4 separate regions of the Mus musculus genome follow, and regions 1, 2 and 3 are each linked to region 4. The links are chromatin contacts, called in public HiChIP or PLAC-seq and promoter capture Hi-C maps. All regions are on one chromosome and are shown on one strand. Each heading gives the region's core, a stretch centred on a gene start, on an enhancer-like site or on the middle of the called end of the contact. The rest is flanking DNA. Distances are from core to core; before and after follow the strand shown.

Region 1 (3,269 bases), core at 592-3,091, 700 kb before region 4:
AGGGAAAAGACAGACAAAAACAAGTGAGGGTGAGAGTCACAGCTCAGAGGTTGGGAGGCCAGGCTGTTCTTCCAGGGGGTGGGGAACCCCCAGTCCTGACATGGTGCCTCACAACCATCAATTAAACAAGAGAGGCCTGGGACTGGACAAAATGACTCAGCAGTCAAGAGCAGAAGTTGCATGTTCTGCCACGGTTGCAGGTATGACTCCCAACTCCCACATAGTACCTCATCCCATCGGTACCCTGGCTCAAGGGATCCAGTGCCCTCTTCTGGCCTCCACAAGTGGCAGACACACATCTAATGCACAATAGGCAGAACACCCATACACAAAATAATAAAAACATTTTGAAGAAAGCAAGCTTGAGGGCCAAAAGCATGCATGGCTCCGAGGGGGGGGAGGGCACTTAACCACCAAGTTCAGCCCCTAGAACTAAAGAGTGGAAGGACAAACTGACTCCTTCAGGGTCCTCTGACCTCCACATGCACAACACAGTATGCACACTGAGAAAGTATAAAAAGTTATTTCAAAAATGGGCTGAAGCCAGGGGTGGTGGCGCAAGCCTTTAATCCCAGCACTCGGGAGGCAGAGGCAGGCAGATTTCTGAGTTCGAGGCCAGCCTGGTCTACAAAGTTCTAGGGCTACACAGAGAAACCCTGTCTCAAAAAAAAAAAAAAAAAAAAAAAAAAAAAAAAAAAAACAAGCCAAAAACAAAACAACAACAAAAACAGGCTGAAGGCTAGGTGGTGGTAGTGTATACCTTTAATCCTAGCGCTTGGGAGTCAGAGGTGGACTCTGAGTTGGAGACCAGCCTGATCTACAAAGCAAGTTCCAGGACAGCCAAAGCTACAGAGAAACCCTATCTGTGGGGAGGGGGAGGGTGCTGAAGAGATGACTCAGCACCTAAAAGCACCTTTTGCCGAGGACCTGGGATCCCAAACACCCACCTAGCAGCTCACAGTCAGTCCCAGAGACCGACACCTCCCGTGGCTCCTTTGTGTGTCAGGTGCTCATGTGTTTCACATACATTTATGAGTCAGAGCATGTATGCACATACATAAATCTAAAAATTAAAAGACTTGGAAGCAGCTTTCAGCGCCTGAGTCCAGATGTAGATGGCTAAGAAGATCATGGTCCCCAAATCTGTGTACTTGTAAGACCCAAGAAAGGGTCTCCTGAGCAAGATGGGCTTCTCAGCCCATGAGCCAGGGCCCTTCAGATGGAAGGGGCCCAGGGTGACAAATGAGTCAAATAGCTGTTCTGTGAACATGGATGGTCAGAGGAGCTAGAGTGGCTGTGAGCGTTGATCTGTTGGGGAGGGGTCACCTGCTGCCACGTGCTAGCTGTGCCAGGCACCTGTGCTTCTCTTCGGTTCTACTCTCCAGTTTACATGGAAGGAAATTACTGCTCAGATCAGAGAGGTTAGGAAACCCGCTCAAGACCACACAGTGCTAGATCTGGGCCTCATCCAAAGCTGCCTACTGGCAACTCTACAATTCTCCTGTTACCACGGTTCTTAGAAGTTTCTAACTCTGCTTTCAAAGAAATGGTCTAGCAACTCTCTGCTACCCATTCCACAGATGGACCAACCAAGGCCCCGAGCTAGCCCTGTAGGTGAGGTTTGCTATAGTTCCTGGGTAAGTCTGGTACATACAGTACAGTCGGGCCCAACCACAGGGGCCCACAAAACTGGCCCTGGGTTCTCTAACAGCTGTTGTGGGTGCACCCAGTGCACCCTGAGGAGCTGCAGTCCAGGCCCGGTTTTGCACCAGGCCCTGCTGAGGTGTCTCCTCCTCCTCCTCCTCCTCCACCTCCTCGGGACTGGGGCAGCAGCTGCTGGGCGAGTCAGCTTTAGTCCCCACAGCCTTTCTAGTCTCTGAACTGTCTTCCTGGAGAGCTGGAGTCGCCTTTGAAGTTGTCGTCCCTACTGGACCCTTACAGGTAACACACCCAGTGGTCTAAGGGACAGGCACTGCCACCTGGTGTCCTGACCACATTCTGGTACCTCAGGAGTTTGGGCGGAGGGGGGTGAGGTGTAAGCAAGATTATGACTCTGGCCTGCCCAGATACACATACAGACTTTCTATCACTAAAGGGTCCCTGTCCCGCAGTGTTAGTACAGGGCAAGGGACACCTGATCCTTAATCTACCTCTGAAAGAGATACAACTTGAGGTAGAGAGATCCTGGCCTTGTATAGGCCCACAGCCCAGACCAAGCCAACCTGTCAGACAAAGCCAGGCAGTTTTGCCAAATGTCTTCCACCTTCACTCCCATATCTGGTGGTCCCCCGGGGTACTAGCATACACACCACAAGCCAGCCAGCCTGGGCTGGCTGACCACACAGGAAGAAATGCACATACCCACACGGCACTGGCTCCCAGCAAGTCACTGCCCACAGCAGCGACACTCCTGTAAGACTCTGTAGTATCATAAGGCAACACAGCACTCAGGGACAGATGCTATGTTTTACCCTGGCTTGCAGACATGTCTACTAATGCAGCAGGACGACAGGACACGGCGATGCTCATACACCCCGCCATAGAAAAGTCCCAAGCTAGCTTGATACCAGCACCTCAAGTACAGAGAAAGAGTCACTGTCAGTGAGCAGGCATCGGGCCCAGGGCTATGGCGATGGAGATGCAGAAACCCCCGGAGGGAAAGTGGGGTAGGAGAGGAGGCTCGCTTGCTTGCTGTGCTTGGATACTGACTCAGCTGGGAGGAGACCAAGGCAGGAGACAGGTACAAGCCAGGACCTGCCCCTGAGCTGCCCTCCTCCCTTTTCAACCCCAGCTGGGGGCCTGGCATAGGAGGGGCTGGGAAAAAAAGAGACTGCCCAGCGGGCCCAGACCAGGGCCACTACTGAGTGCAGGTCCCCTGCCACGTCCACATGCCCCTCTCGGCTGGCAATGTTTTCCTTCCGGAGTGGCTGTGGTACCTGGGCTTGAGTTGTTTTGCCAGCTGAGGCTTCCAGCCAAGTCTGGAGGTTGGGGAGCCCTGGGGTCAGACCCAAGGGGCTCAGAAGCTCCGCCTAGAGAAAGGGCTGGTGGGGAGGAATCTCAGGCAGGTGGCCTCAGTGGAACTGAGTGCTACAGGAGTGGGGGGAGGAAGTTGGGGTGAGGGTTGGGGAGGAGGTTGCCTCAGACAGGAAGGCCAAATGGGCCAGGGCAGGGTGGTGGGAGGCAAGGGCAGAGGCAGGCTAGGTAGGGGATAAACATGAGCGGTGGGGAGGGCTGTGCATGCATCCACATGTTTATGCAGGTATATTTTT
Region 2 (3,371 bases), core at 41-2,540, 660 kb before region 4:
CAGTAGCTGGACCCACTTCCGATCACACCCCTGCCCCATTTAAGGCTGGTCAGCCCGTCTCCGCCCCTAGCTGTGCTCTATCTACAAGACTGGTCTCTAATGTCACTTGCTTCAGGAAGACCCCGCCACTCCAAAGACCTCCTCAGCAGAGGGTGCTAGCTCCCACAAGCTCCTGGGCATGCTGGACCAAATTATAGGCTAAGATACCAGCCAGGGCATATACATCGAACGGTTCCTGGCCGAGAAGCCAACAGTTCGTGGGTGCAGTCTACTTCCTGAGAGATTGTGGCTGGGGACACCTCACTCTCCTCCCTTAGCTTACCTGGGCATGACTCTGAGTGGTTATAGATTGAGCAACCCTCCTTGACCACTTCAGCTTGGGCCACACAGTGTCCTGGTGGGAGAAGAAACAGAGAAGAGGTTTGGAGAGAAAGTTGAGAGTGGTGGTGCCATATAGACAAGAGGATGTTCCCAAGGAGGGCTCAACTACATACCTGGCTCCTCTGGCCCACATTGCTGCCAGACACAAATGGAGAAGTTGTGGGCTCTGTCCACACAGTGTTCACAGTGTCCCAGGTGTTTGCAGCCCCCTTGGGTAGTAGGCCAAACGTTCAGGCGGAGCAGGGCTCCCCGACCAAAGCCACGAGCTCCTTTACCTGGGTGTCGGGGGGTGCAAATGGGCAGAAAGCGGCAGAAAGCCAGGTGCCAAGCTGCAATACATCTCCCACTACAGCGACTCACACCTCCGCACAGGTCTGGAGCTCCCCCCAGCCCTGCTTAAACTCACCGAGCTGCCCTCCCCCAACCTCTTTCCATACACACTCCTGAAGTTCCTCCTCCACACTCAGCTAAGTCTCCTAGTCCCCCACACTTGGAACCTCTAAATAGGCACTAAGGTCTCAACACACCCCTGGAGTCCTGCAGAGGTCGAAAACGTTCCCTCTCACAAGCCTACTGTGCTGGAAGAAGAAGCTAAAGTGAGCTACACCTTCACCTGCCTGGGCCCCTGGTCAGATCCTGCTCAGCATTACCAGCTAGAACCAGCTGGGCACACAGGAGAAGGCAACAACAACCGCCGCAGAGAGCAGCACGCAAGGCGCGGGGTCCGGGTGCGGCCATGAGCGCGGGGGCCGGGACTGGGGGTCGGCGGACAGCTGGTGTGGCGCGTCCTTTCTTGACTACACTCGCCCGGCTAGCCAGAGCCAAACCTGGGCAGCGGGGGCGTGGCCAGGCTGGAGCGTGGTTGCCTTGTGGGCGTGGCTAGAGGCCGAGACCTCTGGGAGGGTCCAGGTAGAGCCCCGCTCTGCTGTGCGATTTAAGGCGGGGCCTGAACAAAAGGGATGGGTTTAAGACTCATGTCACCTGGTCCCTGAGGGGCAGCTTCAAGGCGGGAGGATCTCTGTGAGAACAGGCCTTGTCAACATAGCTACTATGTTTTGGTGAGTTTTTAGGGAATCACTTGTGTAGCTCTGGCTGTCCCGGAACTCATTATTGTAGAGCAGAGCTGAGATTAAAGGCCTATGCCATCACCTAACTCGACCTATGGGCCGGGACCCCCCTTAGGTGAGCCTCTATTTCAAAAACATTATTTACATTATGATTCACGACAGTAGCAAAATTACAAAATAATTTTATGGTTGGGAGGTCACCACAAGATGCATTAAAGGGTCCCAGCGTTAAGGAGGTTGAGAGCCCACTTTAAACCCTAAAGACTTTTTTTTTTTTTTTTTTTTTTTTTGGTTAGGATTTATTTGTTCATTTTATGTATATGAGTACACTGTAGCTGCCTTGAGACACACCAGAAGAGGGCATCAGATCCCATTACAGATGGTTGTGAGCCACCATGTGAGTGCTGGGAATTGAACTCAGGAGCTCTGGGAGAGCAGCCAGTGCTCTAACCTCTGAGCCATCTCTCCAAGATGAGAGATGTTTTTAACCCTGTCTCACAGGTGAGGCGAGTGAGCAGTCTGAACCCACAGTGGTAAATTTGGAACTCCATTCTGGCTACACCTGTGGCTGGCTATTCCCAGCTGTGGGGACACCATACCCTGTCCTGCCTTCCAGCTCATCACATCCCTGGGTCCTAAGTGGTGCCATTACTAGATCACTGAGCCTTTGGGGGATCTGCCTCCTGGTCACTCTCCTGTCCTGGCACAGCCGATTCTCAGTCCCTTTTCAGATATCTCCCTTTCCTCTGCCAACTTCTTAATCAGGTGTGGCCCTCTTAGCCCTGAGCCTTAGTCTGCCCTCTCCTGCAATCATCTTGGCTATTCTTCTGCTGTCAGGTCCCACTTAAAAGCCATTGAGTAAGGCGAGGGATGTGGTTCATTTGGTAGGATGCTTGGCTGGAGTGCCTAGCCCAGGCTTCATCCCTAGCACTAACCAGCCTGGTAGCTTGTGCAGTCCCAGCGCTTGGGTGGTAGAAACAGAAGACTTAGAAGTTCAAGGTTGATCTTTGCTACAGAGAGAGTTAGAGCCAACCTAGGCTAAAGAACCCTTGCCTTAAAACCGGGGAGGTGGGGGAAAGGTGTTAACCTGGCAGAGTGACACATTCCTTTAATCCCAGCACTCCAGAGACAGAGATAGTCAGATCTCTGTGAATTTTGGGGACAGCCTGATCTACACAGGAAGTTCCAGGATAGCCAGGATGACAGCGAGACCATGCCTCAAAACAACAAGGAGGTGTGTGTGTGGGGTGAGGGGGAGCTGGAGAGATTGCATAGTAATGAGAAGCACTGGCTGCTCTTCCAAATCTACGTTTGATTCTAGGTCCACAGGGTGGCCACAAATACCTGTAACTCTAGTTCCAGGGGATCCAGCATGACCCTCTGGTCTCCACAGACACCAGGCATGAAAGCGGTACACAGACATATATTCAGGCAAAATATCCACTCATATACATTAAAATAATAATATTATTATTATTACCAAAGGAGCAGATATCTGTCACCCAGTACTTGGGAGGCTGGGGCAGGAGGGTTGTAGATTTTAAGCCAACTTGGGCTACATCAATGAGACCCTGTCCCGCACCTTTCCAAACAAGGGCTGGAGATATAGCTCAGCAATAAAGCACTTGCTTAGCATTGCATGGCCCTGAATTTGAACCTCATAGCAACAACAGTAGCCAAGAAATCTCTAAATCTCCACCTCCACACCAGTCCCGGCTACCGCAGCTACCACACCCATAACTGAAAATCAGCACCCCTCCCACTTTTAATTAAAAAGTAAAATTTTACTTTGTTATAGGGATACAAGTGTTAAGTCTGCATTTATGTCTATGCACCATGTATGCACCTGGTGCCCTCAGAGGCCAGAAGAGGGTACTGGGTCCCCTGGAAGTGGAGTTATGGAAGATTAGCTGGACATGGTAG
Region 3 (3,202 bases), core at 53-2,552, 570 kb before region 4:
ACAGATGGATAAATTCTCCCTCCCAATAAAATGTAGCCTTTGTACAGAGGAGAGAAAGACACTCTGATGACACCACCTGGAGTCAAAACTCATGTCTCTATACAACAAATATTGGTGACACCTGCCTGGGACTCAAACGGAATCCTCTGCTGTCCTGACACACTTCGAAGTGATTTTTAACACTCAGAAATGGCCCTTCCTTAGTCACAAAGCAAGAAAAGGAGATGGGCTTATAATTAATAATCCTGAGCTTAAGACCTAGCCTGTCTCCACACCAAAAGTGAAATCAACTCTCCAGGCTAGACCCCTCCCTCCATTTATGACAAAGCAAACTTTGTAAGAGAACACTAACTTATCCCTGCGCGCCCGGTGCTTCCCAGAGGAAACACCCTCACTTTGGTAAGTGCCACACGTTCCGGTGTCACCCTGAGCAAGTTACTTCTCTGAAACCTACTTGACTTCCTCACCAGTAAACTTACAAGGACAGCTGGAAAAACTAAACAAGCACTTATACCTAAGGTTTGGCACATAGTAGGACAACCATTAACATTTTCCTTGGCTTTCTTCCTCTTCAGTGCTGGGCTTAAACGCCAAGGGTAACCCCTGATCTCTGAATCTATGAACATTTCCTCATCTCAAAGGACCACAGGACTTAGCCCTTCCCTGTCACGATCTGGGTAGCACCCATGCATTGGTACCAGTGGCCCGTAAGCCAAGGCTCCTTTCTGTAGGGCTCATTCTGTGCACATGTGCGCGTGCTCACACACTCCTCCACAATGTCCCTACCCCCAGCCTAGCAGCCAGGGTCCCCAAAGAGCACCTCAATTACTTTATGGTCCAAATATGGAAACTGAGGCTCAGCCTGGAGATGAACTTGTCCAGGAGCTCGGGGAGTTGCTGAGACCCAATTCACAGGCTTCGGTGAAGTCTATTTACAAATGGTAAACTGAGGCCCGAAGACGGAAGTGACTTGCTCAAGAACACACAGTGGGTTGGTGGTAGGGCCACTTTCGCCGACCCTCCCTAGTCTCCGAAGGGCACTCTGGGTCACCACCACCCCTGAGGTGTCGCCACGGCGCTGACAACACACGAGCCGCACCAGCGACCGTCAGAGCAGACACCCGGTGCCACCGGACCCTTGCAGGGGTGGCCGGGCCGGCGCTCGCCTCTCACAGCCGGGCGCGCCCAGGGGGACTTGTTGCTCACCTGACCTCGCGCAGTCGCCCTCAGCGACATGAAGGGCTGGGCAGCCGGTCCGCGTCCCCACGGAGAACGCTCCAGCCTACTGCTTCGCGGGCTGCTACTCAGCCGGACGCCCCCCTCAGCGCGCTACGCCCCCAGCCGCACTCCACCGGCCTGAGTCCGCCATTACGCGATTTCCCCGCCCCGGGACGCAGCCACACCCCGCCAACCGTTCTGATTGGCTCCCTGCCCCACCCGCCCGGAGCCCCCAGCTATCCCATTGGTCTGAATCCAATGCCAATTAAATAAGTACGCAAAAGACGTATTCAAAGGTAGTGTCCCGGGAACTCCACCCGAGCGACTTCCGCAATCGGAGTAAACAGAGGCGAGGACAAACCAAGTGAAGTGGAGATGGGACTAAAGGTACATCGACGCCCAAGTTTAAGTACAAAAATATCTGCTAAGACAGGGAAAGACCTCGGCTAACATGTATTGAAACACGATTTATTTTTATTAGAGTCCAGAGAGCCAGCCTGTTTTTTGTGTAAAGAACAGGCCGAGCCTATGAACTTTCTGTAGACACCCCTCAAGTGGCAGATCGTTCTGTCCCTTCACGCCTTGTCCCAAGCGGGACCGAAAGTCGGGTGGGGGCGAGTGAGTCATAGGCTTCAGCTCACCCCAAAGGATAGGTATTCGGGTGAAGCTGGCATCCTGAGATTGGGAGCTAGTTCTGAGAGGCCACTGTCAGGTGAGCCAAACACCTGTCACTTCACTCTGCAACTTCGGACAACTGCTGCCTACCTAGTTCTCACTTTGTTCTACAAAATAGATGCAGTAGGCCCTGGCACGTCCCAGTCCATGAAGGTGGGCAGTTTGAGAATACACTCCCAAGTGACTTATAGAATACAAAATGCTGCGGCTGGGTGACAACGTGACGAGTCCGGCTTAGCACATTTAGTATACTAGAGCATCTCTGTAGAGCAGGTATTGGCCTCTTGTGGAAGAATGGATCTTAGGCAGGCTTTGTTACCGCCACGTCTGCCTCCCTCTTTGCTTCCTTTCAAAAAGGGTGCACGGTGTGAGGGCGGTGGGGTGGAGGTCACGACACGACACGGCTCAGTCAGTAAAGTGCTGCTTTGAAAGAATGAGGACCTGCGTTTGAGAACTCAGATTCCAAACAAAGCCTAACAGGCCCGATGATACTGACTTCGCAGCGCTGGGGAGGCAGAGACAGGCAGAGCTCTAGCTCACAGGCCCAGCCTAGCCTAGCCTGCTCCTCCAGACTGGGCCAATGAGAGAGCCAGTTACTAAAACCAAGGTAAAAGTTGCCTGAAGAACAGCACCTGAGGTGATTCTCTGGCCTGCACTGGTCCATCCTCACATACAACATACACGCACACATACAACACCCTGAATACTTGATACAGTTTTCCCGCAGCCACCCAGCTAGTTGGAAATGACCACAGAACTCAGACCTACACCACTTAGCATCTATTCCTGTATTTCTTACTCTGTGACATCTTGTCACCTGAAAATGGCTTTTTTTTTTCTCATCCCCTTAACAGGCCAGGATGGTCCTAAGGGTGCTGGGTGACTGTTTCTTTCACTCTGGTCACTGTAAAACCAGCTAGACCAATATTCTTGTGGAAAAGTGGCCAGGCAGTGGTGGCACACGCCTTTAATCCCAGCACTTGGGAGGCAGAGGCAGGCAGATTTTTGAGTTCGAGGCCAGCCTGGTCTACAGAGTGAGTTCCAGGATAGCCAAGGCTACAGAGAGAAACCCTGTCTCAAAAAACCAAAAAAAAAAAAAAAAAAAAAAAGAAGAAGAAAAGTGCCCCCAGAGATATGGTCAACTTGTTCCTAGCGTTCTAAAAGTGAAGAGAAAAGAGATGACCGGTCAATGAATAACCCAAACAGAAGCCAAACGAAAATTTCACTGGGGCCCTCAGTGAGGTGGCCGGATGCTGGATCTTTTTTATTTTTATTTTTATTTTTGGAACAGGGTCTCTCTATTATGTAG
Region 4 (2,925 bases), core at 387-2,886:
CAAGGTCAGAATTTTAAACCACAAAGAAGAAAATCGAGACTACTCAATGGCCCAAGGTCGCCGCAGATTATAAGCAAAATGGCAGACACAGACGGCCAGTCATCTCCTTTTCTCTCTGGCTGGGTGTGCAGAGGAAAGGATTCCCTCTTCTCTGGCAGTCACCATCCCCCACCCCAGCTCACTGACCATCTGGAGCGCATTCTAGTGCTCTGTCAAGCCGCAAATGAGAGAGCTATGAGTCCTTTATCCCTCAGTATCCCCCAAGTCTTCGGCCAGCAGCTCTGGTTTGTCGGCATCACCCCAAGACTTCCTGCAAGGGAGAGATAGCCAGTACCACACTGGCCTTTGTCCCCAACACCTGAGATTTAACGTGGCAACCTTTTGTGGACCTTTGTACCAGCCACCCAGTTATCAACATCCTCTGCAGTGGGTGTGGTCCCGGGGACCTAGCTCCATCCCAGACACTTTAGCTCAGCCTCCCAGGAAAGTCTGCTGGGGAGATGACATTGATTATACACAGAGAAGGTGTATAACTTCTCCAAAGTCACACAGCTAATAAAGCAAATGGAGGTCTGCTCACAGACCTCTAAGCCCTTGCCTCCCGTCCTCACCATCGCCTCCCAGAAGTTAAGGCTAAGATGGCTCCATCTCACTCTCAGAAAAGAGGGGTTCCCTTGGAGTGTCCCAGCACCTGATCACAGGCCAGAAATACCTACCACTCAGAAGGCTGAGAGAGGGTTAAGGACTAAGACTAGAGGATGGAGAGATGGCACAGGGATTAAGCGCCCTGGACACTCTTGGAAAGGACCCAGGTTTTGTTCCCAGCATCCACACAGTGGCTCACAATCATCTCCGAACTCCAGTTCCAGAGATCTGACCCCCTCTTCTGAACCCCAAGGCGCCAGGCATGCACACAGTGAGCATTCGTACTTGTATACACATACAATAATCCAAGGTTGCCTGTGCTACACAGTGAGTTCAAAGCCAACCTCGGCAGTGTGTAAGACCTCGATGTAAAATAAAAGTCAGGGATGGTGAGATAGCTCAGTAGGTAGAGGCATCTGCTGCTAAGCCCGAGAAGTGAAGCCAATCCCCAGGCCCCACATGGAAGAAGGAGAGAACAGACCGTCACAAGCTGCCCTTTGACCCACACATGTGCACCGTGACACATACATATACACACAATAAGCAAATAAAACGTAAAACAAGGGCTAGTGGCCAAGCATGTGTGTAGCCCTGGCTTTGGCCTGTCGCACAGCCATAAAGCTCTTCTTGAATATTAAGCCTGGCCTGAGAAAGATGCCAGATGGTTCTTTTAAAATCCAGCCACCCATCTACCTTAGTATGACCTGGAGGCATGACTCTGGCCTCCTGAGGAGACCTGTGTAGGGTTCTCCTTTGCCCAGCCAGGGCTGGGACCCTCCTTACCTGTAGGAGGAGCTCAGCCGTAGGCTCTGCTCCCTCCTGGTCCAAGCCTCAGCTCGAGCCTCTGTGTTGTGGCCTGGCAATTGCAGAAGTGAGGAAACAGAGCAAAGCACTGCCAAGTCACCCCTGGGAGGAAACACAGTGACCCAGGGCCCCTCCACCAGATGCCACAGGAACCTCCACACGGACTGAGCCAGCCAGACTCAGTACTGCAGAGGTTTCCTGCAGAGCAAGCAAAGGACAGAGAGGGTGTCAGACAGGGGGTGTGGAAAGGGGCGGGGTGGGGGAGGAGAGGGAGACACACAGAGACACAGAGAGACACACAGAGAGAACCAAAAGAAGCAACAAACAGTTGGCACGAGGAGAGGGAAAGAGAGTCAGAAAGGAGGGGAGAAGGCGAGAGGGGTAGAGGGAGGGAGAACGGCTGATGTAAACAGGAGCGCATGGGAGGAATGAGAGAATACAGAGAGGAGATTCAGGGAGGGACAAGGGAAAGGATGGATGACAGACAGAGAGCAGTCTGCACCGGAGACTGCCCAAGAGCTTGTGTGAATGAACACACCAGCGCATATACCTCTGTAGGGGAGAGAGAGGTGGGGGAGGGAGAAGCCACTAGATGAGGAGAGGGAGCTGGAAGCATAGCTTTGGTCATTAAGACTGGGCAGGGAATCCCTGGTGAGCAAGAAGAACTGGGCCCAAGAAACCCCTGGGAGCCCAGAACCACAGGGCTGGAGGAAGGAGGAAATTTCTCAAGCCCTTGAGCTAGAGTTCAGCTGCAAGTGAGTTCCCGGTAGGAAGAGAGGGTGAAGAGGTGTGGGCAGCTGGGGTAGAAGCCAAGTGAATTTGGTGTGAGAGCATGAGTCAGGTGAGGACTTCCATGTACGCAAATGAGAGAACCCCTTGTTTTGGTTTCCTTCTGCATAGCACTCAGGAGGTCAGCCAGGCTCCATGATAGACGCTGTCTATGGATAGCAGACCCCTCAGGTATCAGCTGACCCAAAGCCCCCTCCTAAACATCAAGGAAAAATGAAGCCGAAAGAGAGGAAAGTCTGTCTTATGGTGAGACATGGCGCCAAGTCTGTCTTGGAGAGCCAAGAAGGCAGGGATTCTGACTCCCCACCCAGTGCCTAGCCTCAGGTCCTGAGTAGCCAAGCTAGCCCCTTGCTGCTGGTCAGATGCCACCGGTGTTCCTTGTCAATGCTAAAATGGTTCCTTACAGGTCAGAGCATCATTAACATGAGCTTCAGCTCCGAAGAACTAAAACAACCGGGTGTGTGGCTCACATGTATAATCCCAGCCCTTAGAAGGCAGAGACCGGGAGTTCAAAGTCATTCGTGGCTACACACTGAATTCAAAGCTAGCGTGGGCTACATAAAATGCTATACAAGAGGAAGAGGTGAGAAGAGGAGGAGGAAAAGAGGGAGACGGCTCATTTGGTAAGTGTGTCTATGACTTGAGTTCAATCAGGGGCCGGGGATGGGGGGATGGGGGAGTCAGAGG

What was found. Promoter capture Hi-C pulls out the DNA fragments that hold promoters and counts their contacts. HiChIP or PLAC-seq counts read pairs in DNA pulled down with a chosen protein or histone mark.
Region 1: a contact with region 4 is called in a promoter capture Hi-C map of pre-B cells, with 2.4 times the contacts expected there. The contact joins the promoter of Sytl1 here to the promoter of Ptafr in region 4. A contact is called at or near these places in 2 of 39 promoter capture datasets (liver and pre-B cells).
Region 2: a promoter capture Hi-C map of liver shows a contact between it and region 4, with 2.0 times the contacts expected there. The contact joins the promoter of Cd164l2 here to the promoter of Ptafr in region 4.
Region 3: a contact with region 4 is called in an H3K27ac HiChIP or PLAC-seq map of microglia, with 4 times the contacts expected there. The contact joins the promoter of Wasf2 here to the promoter of Ptafr in region 4. A contact is called at or near these places in 1 of 39 promoter capture datasets (liver) and 1 of 115 datasets of contacts at active chromatin or transcription factors (microglia).

What each region holds. Positions count from the first base shown.
Region 1 is chr4:133,261,659-133,264,927 of GRCm38.p6, reverse strand. It overlaps Sytl1 (synaptotagmin-like 1), which reads left to right and starts at 1,841. Exons shown (of 15, transcript NM_031393.2): 1 at 1,841-1,941.
Region 2 is chr4:133,218,728-133,222,098 of GRCm38.p6, reverse strand. It overlaps Cd164l2 (CD164 sialomucin-like 2), which reads right to left and starts at 1,290. Exons shown (of 6, transcript NM_027152.1): 1 at 1,032-1,290; 2 at 495-656; 3 at 323-394. The coding sequence starts at 1,119.
Region 3 is chr4:133,128,733-133,131,934 of GRCm38.p6, reverse strand. Wasf2 (WAS protein family, member 2) reads right to left here and starts at 1,302. Exons shown (of 9, transcript NM_153423.6): 1 at 1,207-1,302.
Region 4 is chr4:132,562,778-132,565,702 of GRCm38.p6, reverse strand. It overlaps Ptafr (platelet-activating factor receptor), which reads right to left and starts at 1,636. Exons shown (of 2, transcript NM_001081211.2): 1 at 1,429-1,636.